Linked DNA regions of Neogale vison: region 1 is linked to region 2. Evidence: chromatin contacts called from public Hi-C data. All regions are on one chromosome and are shown on one strand. The core of a region is the stretch at or near the end of the contact, and the rest is flanking DNA. Distances in the headings are between cores, read along the strand shown. Region 1 has its middle 41 kb from the start of LIMA1. Region 2 holds the start of SMARCD1 (SWI/SNF-related matrix-associated actin-dependent regulator of chromatin subfamily D member 1).

Region 1 (6,600 bases), core at 3,354-5,853, 210 kb before region 2:
GCACTTTACAAGGTTACACATTTATATTTATAATGTCTTCAGAAAAACAGGAATATTAATTCTCTGTATTAGCAATAATGAACCAGAAGCAATCCCATTCACACTAACACCAAAAATTATAAGATATTTAACAATTAATTTACAAATATGGCATAACATCTTTACCCCGAAAAATTTTAAACTCTAATAAGACATAAAAGAAGATCTGAAAAAACAGATAAAGCATGGTCTTAGTAAAGATATCAGTTCTTCAAAAGTAAATCTATATGTTCAAATCTTATTTTAAAATGTTAGCAGGAACTTTTTTTAGAAACTCGAGAAACTCATTCTAAAATGTATATTGAATAGTAGCTCATGAAAAGATAAATCAATTTTGAAAGAAGAAAATGAAAAAGGGAATAATATTACAACTATTAAGAGCTGGCACACTACAGAGATTAAAAAAAAAAAACAACAAAAACAGCAGAAAGATAGAGACACGAGGACAAATCAACAAATGGAACAAAAAGAAAGCCCACAAATAGACCCATCGTACACAGAACTTGACATATGTTAAAGGTAGCATCACAAATGTGGCAAAGCTATCTTCATGAGGACAGAACAGATTGGTTAGAAATTATGTTGATATATAAAGAAAAATTAAGTTAGATCTCTACCTTAACACTGAATACAAAGGAGAACTTCAGATGGGTTAAAGAGATTAATAAAAAAATAAAACTATCAAACTAATGGAAGAAAATGTAGGAAAATATCTTCGTAACTTATTCTTCAATTATATCTCAATAAAGCTGAAATTAAAACAAAAACAAAAAAACAAACTGAAACTTAAGGCCAAAACTTGATGGATTATTTGCCGGCATGGCAAAATTTAATTAGAGTACCAAATCTTGACAAAATGTGTTGGGAGACTGACCTCTTGTCCATAGGATTTGGAAGTGTAAGCTGTCTTAGCTTCTGGGAAGCAACCTGAAAATATTTAATGAAGGGTGTATGTGCCTTGGAATCCCAAGATCCCATCTCTTGGGTATATGTCCTAGAAGAAAGTGTCATGTGGATTATCATGGGAACATATACAAAAGTTCATCCAGCTTTTTTCAAGATAGCAATAGGGAGGTAAAAGCAATGCAGGCATTTTAACCAGGGGAACAGTTACATAAAAGATGGTGGATGCAGGCTGTGGAAGAAATGTAGCAACTAAAAGCAACAAACTAGGTATAAACAAGGCACAGAGATAGATTTTAAACACATAATATTAAGTTAGAAGAGAAAAACAAGGCTATTTAAAGCAAAATATTATTTGTGGGTATTAAAAACAAATACACACCTTTGTATATATGTATATACCTCTTCCCATAGCTCTTCCTAAAAACTACACACAGGAAAAAAAGAAAGCAATGAAAATTCCTACAACTGATACTAAAATGTGGGGAGAAAATCCTACAGTCTCTAATTTATTTTTTTAAGATTTTATTTATTTGGGGCGCCTGGGTGGCTCAGTGGGTTAAGCCGCTGCCTTCGGCTCAGGTCATGATCTCGGGGTCCTGGGATCGAGTCCCGCATCGGGCTCTCTGCTCAACAGGGAGCCTGCTTCCTCCTCTCTCTCTGCCTGCCTCTCTGCCTACTTGTGATCTCTCTCTGTCAAATAAATAAATAAAATCTTTTAAAAAAAAAAAAGATTTTATTTATTTATTTGAGAGAGACAGAGAGAGAGAGAGCACAGAGAGTGAGAGGGAAAAGCAGACACCCCGCTAAGCAGAGAGCCAGACATGGGGTGGATCCCAGGACCCTAAGGTCATGACCTTAGCTGAAGGCAGACACTTAACAGACTTGAACCTCTCAGGCTACCCCCCTCCACAGTCTGTAATTTAAAAGCAGTTGGGAAAGATAAAGTAGAGACCATCCAGAACCCCCCAAGTGTATCAAGGTCAAAGAATCTGTTTGAAGAGGGTAGAGAACGTGTAGTCTTAGTGTTGGTAGAACCTGATAACATCAACAAGGGTTTGCTACCAAAGTAGCCATTAGTGGGAACAGCTGAGAGCTGGTGTGAAACCTGGCAGATCAGTACTGGTAACAGGAGTAAAAACATACGGCTTTGGAAAATTCAGGAGGAACATGGGTATAGTCTTGGTTAAACGTGACTTTCAGGAGAAAGAGAAAGAGACTACTTTTGAAAGTAGTCATTGTTCCTTGAAGACAGCAGCCAGTGGCCAATGGAAGAAAGAAAAGAAGTAACTGGTAATAAGTACCCCAGTGAAAAAACAAACAGGAGAATCAGAAATCGGACCACCAAAAAAAAAGTACTTAAGAAAACTGCTTTTCACCATAGCAACAGAAGAGGGAGCCCTTGAGCTGGGAAAAAAACAAAACAAAACAAAACAAAACCCAAAACTGGGAGGCCTTGAAACCCTGTCCATTTTCCCTTGAAAGATCTGTTAAAAGCTGATTCAGAAAAATCCAGCATATTCAAGGATGAGTAACAATAACAAAAATTCAGTATCCACACAAAATTACTATAAGAAAACATGCACACACAATCACAGTTTCAACAGATGAAAGCATACCAGAAAAAATTATGTCTCGAAGCAGAAACCAAGACTAAACGACAAGATACATAAGTGTAGTGGGTCCTGTAGAATCCTCTCCATATACCCTCTTCAGTACTGAGGCACTCATAATCCAGGTTGCTAGAAAGCTGGTGGCTGAGTCCTTCTCTGGGAATTATCTTTGGCCAAAAAAAAAATTTCCTTACCCAAGGTCAAATCCTCTTCCCAATGTCTACCTGTATCCAATGACTTGTTCATGCCAAGATATCTGAGGGCCTTACCTCAAGGTGGGGCAACTTTTTTTTTAAGGGTAGGAAGGGCCTTTATTGTTTACTATAGGAAGTGAAAGAGGAGGGGACATGACAGCTCTGGCTGGGGTGTGGGGGTGGGGACTCCAAAGATGTCTTCCATCGTTGTGCCCCCAAAGCAAGGTGGGACAATTCTGAAGGGCCATCCCAACTTCAAAACTCCTCATGGGATGAGCTGAGACCTGTTGTGACTTTATAACACAAAAAGCTATAATTCACTATGAAGATAAAAGACTCATATCTGTGCAATAAATAATATAGCAACAACTTTTATAAAGTAGTAACTACAGAAGATTAGAGAAATGGAAAATTTAATAATCACTTTAACACATCTCTCTCAGTCCAAGACAATCCAAGAAATAACAGCAACAAAAAAAAGTATGAATTAGGAGAACTAAACAATGTTGGTCTGTAAGACAATCTTATAAGACAGATAAAAAGTTTATCATATTTACTATAAAATATTACATCATGGTATATTAATTATCTATTGCTGCAAAACAAATTACCTCCAAAATCTGGTGGCTTAAAACAACACACATATATAATCTCACAAGTTCTGTGGGTCAGGAGTTCAGTACCGGCTTGAATGGCTGGTTCTGGCTTAAGGTCTCTCATGAGGTTGGAGTCAAGAGTTTGGCTGGGGCTGCAGTCATCTGAGAGCTTGACTGTGGCTGGAGGATCTGCTTCTAAATTGGCTCAGGCACATAGTTTTTGGCTAAAGGCCATAAAGACATCTCCAAAGAGCCTCTTAATATGTGATACGCAAGGGAGTAACACAAATGAGCCGAGAGAAATAGAAAGGATGAAGCCACGATGCTTTTTTATGACCTAGACTCAAAAAGTGCCACACTGTCATTTTTGCCACATTCTGTTTATTAGCAGCAAGTCCCTAAGTACTGTCCATGTTCAAGGACACCTTTTGAAGAGAGGAATACCAAAGAATTAATCAATTATGTTTTAAAACCACCAGAGAGGGGCACCTGGATGGCTCAGTCATTAAGCATCTGCCTTTGGCTTGGGTCATGATCCCAGGGTCCTGTGATTAAGCCCAGCACCAGGTTCCCTGCTCAGCAGGAAGCCTGCTTCTCCTTCCCCAATGCCCCCCACCTCCAGCTTGTGTTCCCTTTCACTCTGTCTCTCTCTCTGTCAAATAAATAAATAAACCCACAGATGATATACCTACCAAAAGTAAAAATTTGAATTTTATTCTATCAAGATAAAAAATTGATCTTTGGGGCACCCGAGTGGCTCAGTGGGTTAAGCTTCTGCCTTCGGCTCAGGTCATGATTTCAGGGTCCTGGGATTGAGCCCCACATCAGGCTCTCTTCTTAGCAGGGAGTCTGCTTCCCTCTCTCTCTCTCTCTCTGCCTACTTGTGCTCTCTCTCTCTGTCAAATAAATAAAATCTTTAAAAAAATTGGTCTTTGGATATATAGTCTACTATCACTACTGAGATAACAGAAATTTCTTTTTTTAATTTTATTTTATTTTTTGATAACAGAAGTTTCTTAAATCACAAAAATACTCTACCACAAAAGCCTGTTAACTTAAAAAAAAAAAAAAAAACCTGTTCGTTTTTGAGTCCTGTATTCACAGTAGTCATTCAACAGGTATAAGGAAGGAAGAGTGGGAAGATAAAAAGTTACAACAAGAAATAAACAGAAACTATATATGGTCAGCATGACTCACTAACAGGAATGCTCCAACATTATCTGACTTGTTTGGAAGACAAAGACCTTGTAAATAGTGCAATTGAAGGATTTGGACCTGGTCCTGCTTGAGTTTAAAGGGCTTTGCCTTGATCAAGAGCCTCAAGCAGAGGATATGAGGATAAATATAAAATATTAAGTCTTTTTTGTATGTATGTGGTGATCATTTCCAACTAGGATAAAGCTACTTATGAAAGACCTTATCATTCTTTTCTATCTAGTTTACCTGTTCAATAAATGAGCTAACAGGTAATCAAGATAAAGAAACATGGTCAGCCTTCATTTCAAGAACCAATTTATAATTCCAAGTGCTGAACTAAAGCCCTAGCTTCCAATTCTGCTAGGTGAATGAGCTACTCGAGTTCATAGTTCTTTTTTTTTTTTTTTAAGATTTTATTTATTTATTTGACATGGAGAGAAAAAGATCACATGTAGAGAGGGGGAGGCAGGCTCCCTGATGAACAGAGAGCCTGATGCAGGGCTTGATCCCAGGATCCTGAGATCATAACCCAAGCTGAAGGCAGAGGCTTAACCATCTGAGCCACCCAGACATCCCTGCAGTTCATAGTTCTAATTCTACTGACCTTCTATTTTAAAAGCTCAGATTGGGGGCACCTGGATGGCTCAGTCATTTAAGCAACCGATTCGTGATTTCCACTCAGATCATTATCTCAGGGCCATGGGATTGAGACTCCAGTTGGGCTCCTCACTTAGCAGGGAGTCTGTTTCTCGCTCCCTCTGCCCCCCCCCACCCCGCTTACACTCTGTCTCCAAAATAAATCAATCTTTAAAAAAAAAAAAAAAAAGCAAACAAACTCAGGTTTACCAGATCCTGGCATTGTCTAATACTTAAAGAGTAAAATCAATCAAACAACCCTAAAACACAATTCTATTCTTCTCTAATAAATCAAATGAAAAAGTCTCCCAGAGAGAGGAGATAAATTGAGTACATCTGGGACTTCTTTCATGGTGAAGAATCTGCGAATTACCATTTAGAACCAGAGCACAATTACTACAAGCTTCTTATCACATTTAAATGATTTGAATAAACAGTTTGCTTTGGAGTTGAGGTCAGTTCCCATAAGGCTATACCCTGGATGAGCTTGACGACGTTTTCTCACTCCTTGGGAAAGCATTATACATATTTATTCCAACGTGCTTTAACTCAATCCAATATTCTACACGATTATCCAACGGACCTAATTCTGAGGATATTGCTTTTATGTCAGGATCTGAAAAATGTCAATCATGTTTCTGACAATTACAATAACTAAAACTTTTAGTTCCTTCCACCCTACTTTTCCCAGATTATTTACAAAGAAAGAATATTTTAGGACCAACTTAAAACACATATGATACAAAGAGTAATACATCTGGGGTCTACTAACAGAGTATAGGATCTTATGTAAGTCATCTAACCTCTTTTTGCTTCAATTTCCAATGTCTAAAATGTCAGTTGTAATATCACCAGATTATAATAAACAATTAATGACTTAATGTTGGCTCAGCTCGTTTCAACAAAATCTAAAGAATTCAAATTGCATGTTTTATTGCAGGAGCTGGCAATGTATAGCCTGTAGGCCAAATCTGGCCCATGGCATATTCTATATGGTTCACAAGCCAAAATAGTTTTTACGTTTTTAAAGAATTCTACAGGTAAGAAGAGGAGAAGAAGCAGCAACAAAGACGGTACACAGTCCACAGAGCCAAAAATATTTACTGTAAGTTGTCCCTTTACATAAATAGCTGACACCTATGTTCTACTGGATTCAGCTATCATGAAAACATAATATTGTTAAGACAAATACTGTATGAGTTCACTCACACGTGGAATTTAAGAAACAAAACAGGTGAACATAGGGGAAGGAAGAAGAAAAAAAAGGGTACCTGGGTGGCTCAGTTGGTTGACCGCCTTCGGCTCAGGTCAAGATAACTAGAGTCCCAGGATCAAGTCCCATATTGAGCTCCCTGAGCAGCATGGAGTCTGCTTCTCCCTTTGACCCTCCCTCCATGTTCTCTCTCTCTCAAATAAATGAAT
Region 2 (6,856 bases), core at 3,541-6,040:
TATGTGCACAGGAAAACAATATGGCTGCCATTACTTGAATACTTACTACGCTCAAGAGCCTTCTAAGACATTTACTTGGGATTATCTCATTTAATTCCCACAACATCCACATAAGATAGACACAATTAAACCTATTTTACAGATGAGCAAACTAATGCTTAGGAGAATGGAGTGACTTGCCTAAGGTCAAACAACCACAAAGTGGTGGTGCTGTGATTTGAGCTCTGGCGTGTTGGATTCTAAAGCCCACGTTCTTAGCCACTATACTCTACTGCTATAAAGTCAAGTTAAATATATTTACAAATTTCTATTGATTCTATGACTTACTTCCCTTAATAGATGGTAAAGACCTTCCCATGTCTCTTAGTGGTTGAGGTTAAGGGGCTGCGGCTACACTGGCAAAGAAAGGAGTAGGTTAAGTTCACTCAGAGAGCTGGACTGTCTCATTCTGTTTTGACTGTACCCCAAAGAACACTGTCGCTAACATGGTCTTCAGAACACCGTATAACCAGGTTTTATAACAAAGGATTTCTGATGATGTGGGATGTGAATCTAAACAGAACAGGAACCAAAAGAAGTCCCAGATCTATCTATAGAGTAACCTTGCCAGAATTGAACCCTATTAGTTAACCCTCTTAATTACAGCACCTGCTATCAGGAAAAAGTATGAGTAAGGTGTGGATAACCACATCTCACCATTATTAATAAGCAAGATGCAGAGATGACCTGGAATGTTTAAGAGGCCTCCATTAGAATTTCTCTGAGGGCAGCAACCAGGATAATGACATTAAAAAGGTGGGACAAGTCAGACTGCAAGAGCTCTTGGATTCAGAAGCGCTTGGGTGGCTCAGTCGTTAAGCATCTGCCTTCAGCTCAGGTCATGATCCCTGTGTCCTGGGATCAAGGCCTGCTGTATCAGGCTCCCTGCTCAGCAGGAGGCCTGCTACTCCCTCTCATTCTCCCCCGCTTGTCTTCCCTCTCTCACTGATCTCTCTGTTACATAAATAAATGAAATCTTAAAATCTTAAAAAAAAAAAAAAAAAGAGAGAGAGCTCTTGGGTTCAAACAGTACCAGAACTAAAAAGCTAGTGCCACCCGGAGGTCAATGTGCAAACTGCAAGGGTAGTACTGTATGGGGGTGGTGGGACCCTTTATACCTCCCCATCTCCCTAAACATTAAAAAGTTTGGCTCACAAGTCCATCATCCTCCAGTCATGGAGTCAAAGCCTACAGGAGAGAACTACTCACTTCCACCAGGTGGTTGTCTGGCCCATACAGGTCTTTGTCCAGTTCGATCACCAAGGACTTAAAAAAGGAAGAGAATTTCCTCTTTTGTTTGGTGGCATCATATTTGGACAAGGCTGACTAGAAGAGAGAGAGGAGGGATCATGTTAGAAAAGGCCAGAAGAAATTCTTCAAGACAAAGTCCCATTAAAAAGGAACCCACAACAGAATGGGAAAAACCTCAAAAATGTCTTCTAGGGGTGCCTGGGTGGCTCAGTGGGTTAAAGCCTCTGCCTTCGGCTCAGGTCATGATCTCAAGGTCCTGGGACTGAGCCCCGCATCGGGCTCTCTGCTCAGTGGGGAGCCTGCTTTCCTTCCTCTCTCTGCCTGACTCTGCCTACTTGTGATCTCTGTCAAATAAATAAATAAAATCTTAAAAAAAAAAATGTCTTCTGAATCTTTCTCAGGAGATGACAAGGTCAGTGTCTGGGGTATTAAACCAATCAGGGTGGCCACAGAACCCTGAAGAAGCAGCCAATTACATGTACAGGGTCACTGACTTACCCACTCTTACCCTTCCCTAAGGGAAATAAGGCAAGTTTAGTCAAACCATTGCCCGTAACAAAGCGAGTCTGAACAGACAAAAGTCTGACTCTAGAGGGGAAATGAATCACAGGCAATAAGCAGCCAGAACAAAAACAGCTTTATTTGGATGGAATGACACCACCAGCAGATGGACTGGACCTATATAGAGAAGGAAGCTCTGATATGGAGCTCCAGTTCTCCTGCAAAAATGTATTCAAATTAGTTTGCTTATGAACAGCTAAAAATAGAGAGTATAAGGAATGGCAGGTGAGCTTCTGGGGTAGGAAGTTTGGGGGCTAACATCTATCAGCAGATGTTCCCCATGAAGCAAAGAGAACAACCCCTCTTAAACTGTGAGAGGTCTCCAGTGAAAGCTGGGAAGGTGGAGATACCACAGTGGGAATCAAGGACCTCAAAGACTCAAAGAGAAAAGCATATCTTCAAGTGCTAAGTGCAAACTCACTTGATTTTAAAGAAACAAAAACCAAAAACTGAATAACCTGCAGATGCTAAGTCCAATGGCCAGCGCCATCAGGAGGAAGGTAAACAACAAATCAAATCCCAGAACAATAAGGTTCTCGATATGATAACACAGCAAGGGCCAAGCTGTGGGAGCCAGATACAAAGAACCATTGTCTTTTAGTGCAGGGAACACGGTGACTCTCTCCCTGCTGTTCCCAACAGGAGCTGTGAGCACCAGTCAGGCTTCCTGCCAACCAGACAACACTGCTTGCTCCCGGCAGCTCCCACCCTAGACGTCAACCACAGTGGACTTTGAACTCACATCCTCCAAGAGCCGTCCTTCTACCCGAAGTTCCCAGGAAGCCACTGTCCCTTCCCCATCCTCGGCATCTGACTTAGCCGGATTGAAAGTGTTAGAAATGAAAATTCGCAGCTTCCGTTTTTGCTGAGGAAAGCAGAAATAGGATTGATGGTGGTTTGATACTGAAGATATGAATTTCCCTAAACCCCCAAATTACTCCTAACAGACTGGCTTACTATCTACCCAGTCCCTGGGGTGGGTGAATAGAGTCCATCTAGAATACAGGCCACTGGCCTGAGTGCAAGTGCATACACAAGGACACCAAACAGACAAAGTCACACAAGGTGCCAGGTTCCCAAGGTAGCAGAGCAATTACGGCAAAAACACGGACAGGGTATATTTCTGGTGCGAGAGATACCAAACGCCCCTCCCCCTTTGCTGTTCAGTTCTAATGTAATTCTCAGTTCGTAGGCGGAAGGGAGATGTAATTTAAATGCCAAAGAGAGCTATGCTGTGCCTTTGATTTCTCATCCTAAGCCTACTGAAGGTTCCAGTCCTCGCCTTTGGCTCTCTGCCCAGCACACTTCTGCATTACCTTGATGGGACGTTTCAAGGCCTCCTGGATATCTAGCCGTTTCCTCATGATAGTCTGGTCCAGCTTCCTTTCAAAAGCCAAAAGATCCATATATGCCTGGGATTCTGGTACCAGTTCACGAATCTTGGGAACAAAAAGATACCACTGGGATCTAGAGCTGACCACTTCTATTTTCAATTTCAGCACATCCTCAAGAAGACTTATAGCCTGGACTCACCCTTTGAGGTAGAATTTTGTCAGCCATCTTCTTTTTCTTTGCACTGTTTGGAATAAATACTGTTATCAGGTTGGGATGAACTAGCCAGAACATGAAGACAGACTGGTCAGCACCTCCGTTTATAGGAAAATGAAGGGACTGCAAAGCGTCTCTCAAATCAAAGACACTCCGCCCACCCCCACCCCCACCCATGTGAGGCATTCTGGAGAATGAGCACCCATCTGCTGACACAGCACCACCACTTCTGGGTTCAGGTTCTCCCATCACCTGTGTCCTCATGGGCTGCCTCCCTCCTTCCCTCCCTCCCACGCCCCAGGGTCATCTTACTTGTGGTTTCGATTTTGGACCGCCTGCTGCTGGACCTGCTGTATCTGCTGAGGTGCAGGTCTCTTGCGGGACTGGTCCATCCCTGACTGGGCCAGGCCAGGTCGGACTGAGGGGTTCCCCCCATAGCCAGGGGGTCCCATGGAAGGTCCCTGAGGTGTCATTCGGCTGCCTGGCAGCATACCTGGTCTCTATAGAGAGGAGAGGACCCAGAGATGTCATGGCTTCCCTACTAACCCCACCAAGAAAAAGTGGGAGATGCCTGAGTTCTTTGAATGAACAAAGCTGGGGGTGGGGTGGAGCACAATGGGAGGAGAACCCTCTGTCTCTGAAATCCAAGTAACTGAAGCTTGCTGTACTCCAGGTACAATTCCACAGGAGAATATAGCCCCAAAGCTAACAGACAGCCAGATTACACTCAAATGCTCCCCAGTCTATTTTGTATCTGACACATTAGGCATCTTCTTTAAGTCCCACATTTACTCAGATGGTACTGCCAGCTATTGGCTCCTTAGAAGCTGACCTCAATTTGCTAGCTACACCTATGTTCCTCCGGGTATTGGAGCTGCCCCAGCCCTTTTGCATTCCGGTCCTCACAAGCCCACCTTTGGCCCCACTTCATCCACGTTGTTTCGTACCCTGACTCCCCAACGGAAACAATGCTCCCAGGAGCAGGTTGGGGATGCTAACGCCTCCCTTCCCTTCCTCCGCACTGCCTCCCCTCACCCCCACTCAGGGCCCGAATCCCTCCCGAGAGAGTCCCTCCTACTTCTCCCCCACCCCTGTCACTCCCAGGCCCCCGCTCGGCCCCGCCCCCGGCCCGCGCGCCCCTCCTCCTGCCCCACTCACCGGATAGGCCGCTCCGGGCATCGGGGAGCGGTACAGCCCTTGACCCGGCGCCGGGCCCATTCGCACGGGAGGCCCCGGAGTCCCGCCCGGACCCAGGGCAGCCGCAGCGCCCGCCCCTCCTGAGGCTCCGGCGCCGCCGCTCGGAGCCACAGACTGGAAACCCGCCCGGGCCGCCATCTTCCCCGGAGCCGCGGCTGCAGCTGCACAAAGAACCGGAACCGGAACTCCCCCCGCCCCCCGCGCGCCCCCCGCGTGCCTGTCTGTCCGCCCGGCCGGCCGGCCGGCACGGGAGGCTCAGGGCAGCGAGACTGTGGGCTAGAGGGGTGGGGGAGACTAGCGGAAAAGGCGTGCTGACCACTCCCTCCCGTATTCGCGGTCCGGGAGGGAAGACCATAGAGAAGAACTCTGGGATAGAGAGGCTCTGTGAGCGGGCGCCCCCAGGCCGACAGGAGGAAGACAAGGCCCTGGAAAGGGGGACCACACCTCAGCCTCAGCGCTCTGATGACGGAGGTGATGGAATAACTGCTTCATGCAGGCACGGGAGATTTAACTTTCCAAAGTACTTTGTTTTTCGTTTCCTTCTCTTACTGCTGTAAGCCTGTGGGGCTGAAGAGGAGAATGCACTGTTTATTCCATTTTACAAACCGGAAAGCTGATCTTAGTGAATGATTTGGCAAAGATCAACCGCAAGTTAGCAGTAGAGTCAAAGCCCAGAATCCAGATCTTCAAGCTCAGAGCCCAGGGCTCATTCCACAGATGCAGTGCCTCAATAACTACGCCAAACCAGAATTTGAACCCAACTTTGTCTCTGACCTCTAAAACCTAACCTGCTTCCAGATTTTATTTTGGATTTTGACCCCGTCCCCTCTCCAAAGAATCCTTTGTACTAGGACTTCTCTTTGGGACTTCTCTTGCTTTTGACCTCTCCCTCTTTCCCCGCCCATTGGTTGAAACCATTCCTGGTGCCGTGGCCAGTCCGCCCCACCCTAGGAGGACCAGAGTCTCCATGCTTAAGCCTCCTCACTTCTCCCTGTTTGGCTCCAAGCTCAGCTCAACTCTAGGTACTTCGTGGAAAGGCCTAAACACTATTAAGCTCTATTCAAATAAGAGAAAAACGACACTGAAGAGATGGTTGAAACCCAGTTTATTAGACCAGAGGCATGCGTCACCCATCGCCCTGCCTGCTGTTCCCCATCTGGTGCACATCCATTGGCCTGCTCCTGCTTCCCTCTGGAGAGGTCTGATCTCCAAGAAACTTCTAGGAACCAAGAGTTCCCGGAAATCCCATAGTCTCACTCTCCAGCTCCAGGCCAATGCACAGTTGACCTGCGGAAGTCCTGTTCTGGGGCTGGAGACCAAGAGACATTTGGGCAGAGAAGGCCTGGGAAGGGGTAGGGCTCTGGCCTAGGAGGAGTGCCTGGGTGAGGGGGCATGGCAGGCCCTCTACCTCATTCATTTCTCATTAAGATAGGAAGAGAGGGACAGAACAGCAAAGCTTTCAACTACCCTTCTAGGCCTTTACCATTACCAAACTGTACCTCACCAGAAAATATAAGTGGTGGTCTTGGGTATCAGTGGAGGAAAGGAGGCTTGGCACCCATTAGAAAGGAAAGGTCAGTGACTGAGGACCTCAACTTCTGCTTGTCAGCACCCCACTGTTCCAGCTACAAGAGTCACCAATCCACCACTCCCCTGTCTCTGATACCCTTGTTTTAGTGTGTAGAGCAGATTTCCATTCCCTGGTTGGGGGCTCTGTCTGTAGCTACCCCTTCCCTGGGGAGGCCATAGTCAGCCAGGCAAAGGGCACTGGGATGGTTGAATGGAGAGGGAATGTTAAGGCTACAGGGATAGCATAGGGGTCCCGGGGTTGGCGGGAGACGGTGAGGCCAGAAAGAGGCAGAGCTTGTGATTCACAGCTTCCTTTATGTCGCCACCGAGACAGTGCGAAGGTTACAATGCGCGTGTCGTCTCCTTGTGCTTCTCAGAGGGATGTGTGTACACAGTACAGACACCAGGGGAGAAAGTCCAACTCTTTATACAGGCGAAGGCATTCAGAGACCAGGGAGGGAGTAGAAACACAGAAAGGGGAACTTTGGGTGGGAGGATGGTTCTTGGAGACAAGAGGGGATGGGGTAGAGACAGACAGAGTTAGGGGAAAGTATATACAGAGATATAGCAATATAGAGTCTGTATCATATAGAAATAGAAAATGCAGATGAGGTTGTTGAGAGAAGCAAATGAAGTTGGGGAAGAGGACTTGGGAGAGTTCCATAAGAAAATTTATGGATGTGGCCCTCTG

Evidence for each region. A called contact is a pair of places that touch in the nucleus more often than the background predicts.
Region 1: a contact with region 2 is called in a Hi-C map of fibroblasts, with 10 times the contacts expected there. The contact joins the enhancer-like site here to the promoter of SMARCD1 in region 2. A contact is called at or near these places in 2 of 3 Hi-C or Micro-C datasets (fibroblasts and muscle).

What each region holds. Positions count from the first base shown.
Region 1 is chr12:86,508,529-86,515,128 of ASM_NN_V1, reverse strand. No RefSeq gene overlaps it. Among named protein-coding and RNA genes, the nearest start is that of LIMA1, 41 kb to the right of the region's middle. Within about 2 kb of position 4,603, the one cell type or tissue checked has open chromatin away from gene starts, as enhancers often do. A contact at or near this core is called in fibroblasts, where this site is marked.
Region 2 is chr12:86,302,001-86,308,856 of ASM_NN_V1, reverse strand. It overlaps SMARCD1 (SWI/SNF-related matrix-associated actin-dependent regulator of chromatin subfamily D member 1), which reads right to left and starts at 4,790. Exons shown (of 13, transcript XM_044226683.1): 1 at 4,558-4,790; 2 at 3,712-3,899; 3 at 3,385-3,427; 4 at 3,168-3,290; 5 at 2,594-2,716; 6 at 1,249-1,365. The coding sequence starts at 4,734. It overlaps ASIC1 (acid-sensing ion channel 1), which reads right to left. Exons shown (of 12, transcript XM_044227879.1): 12 at 5,685-6,856.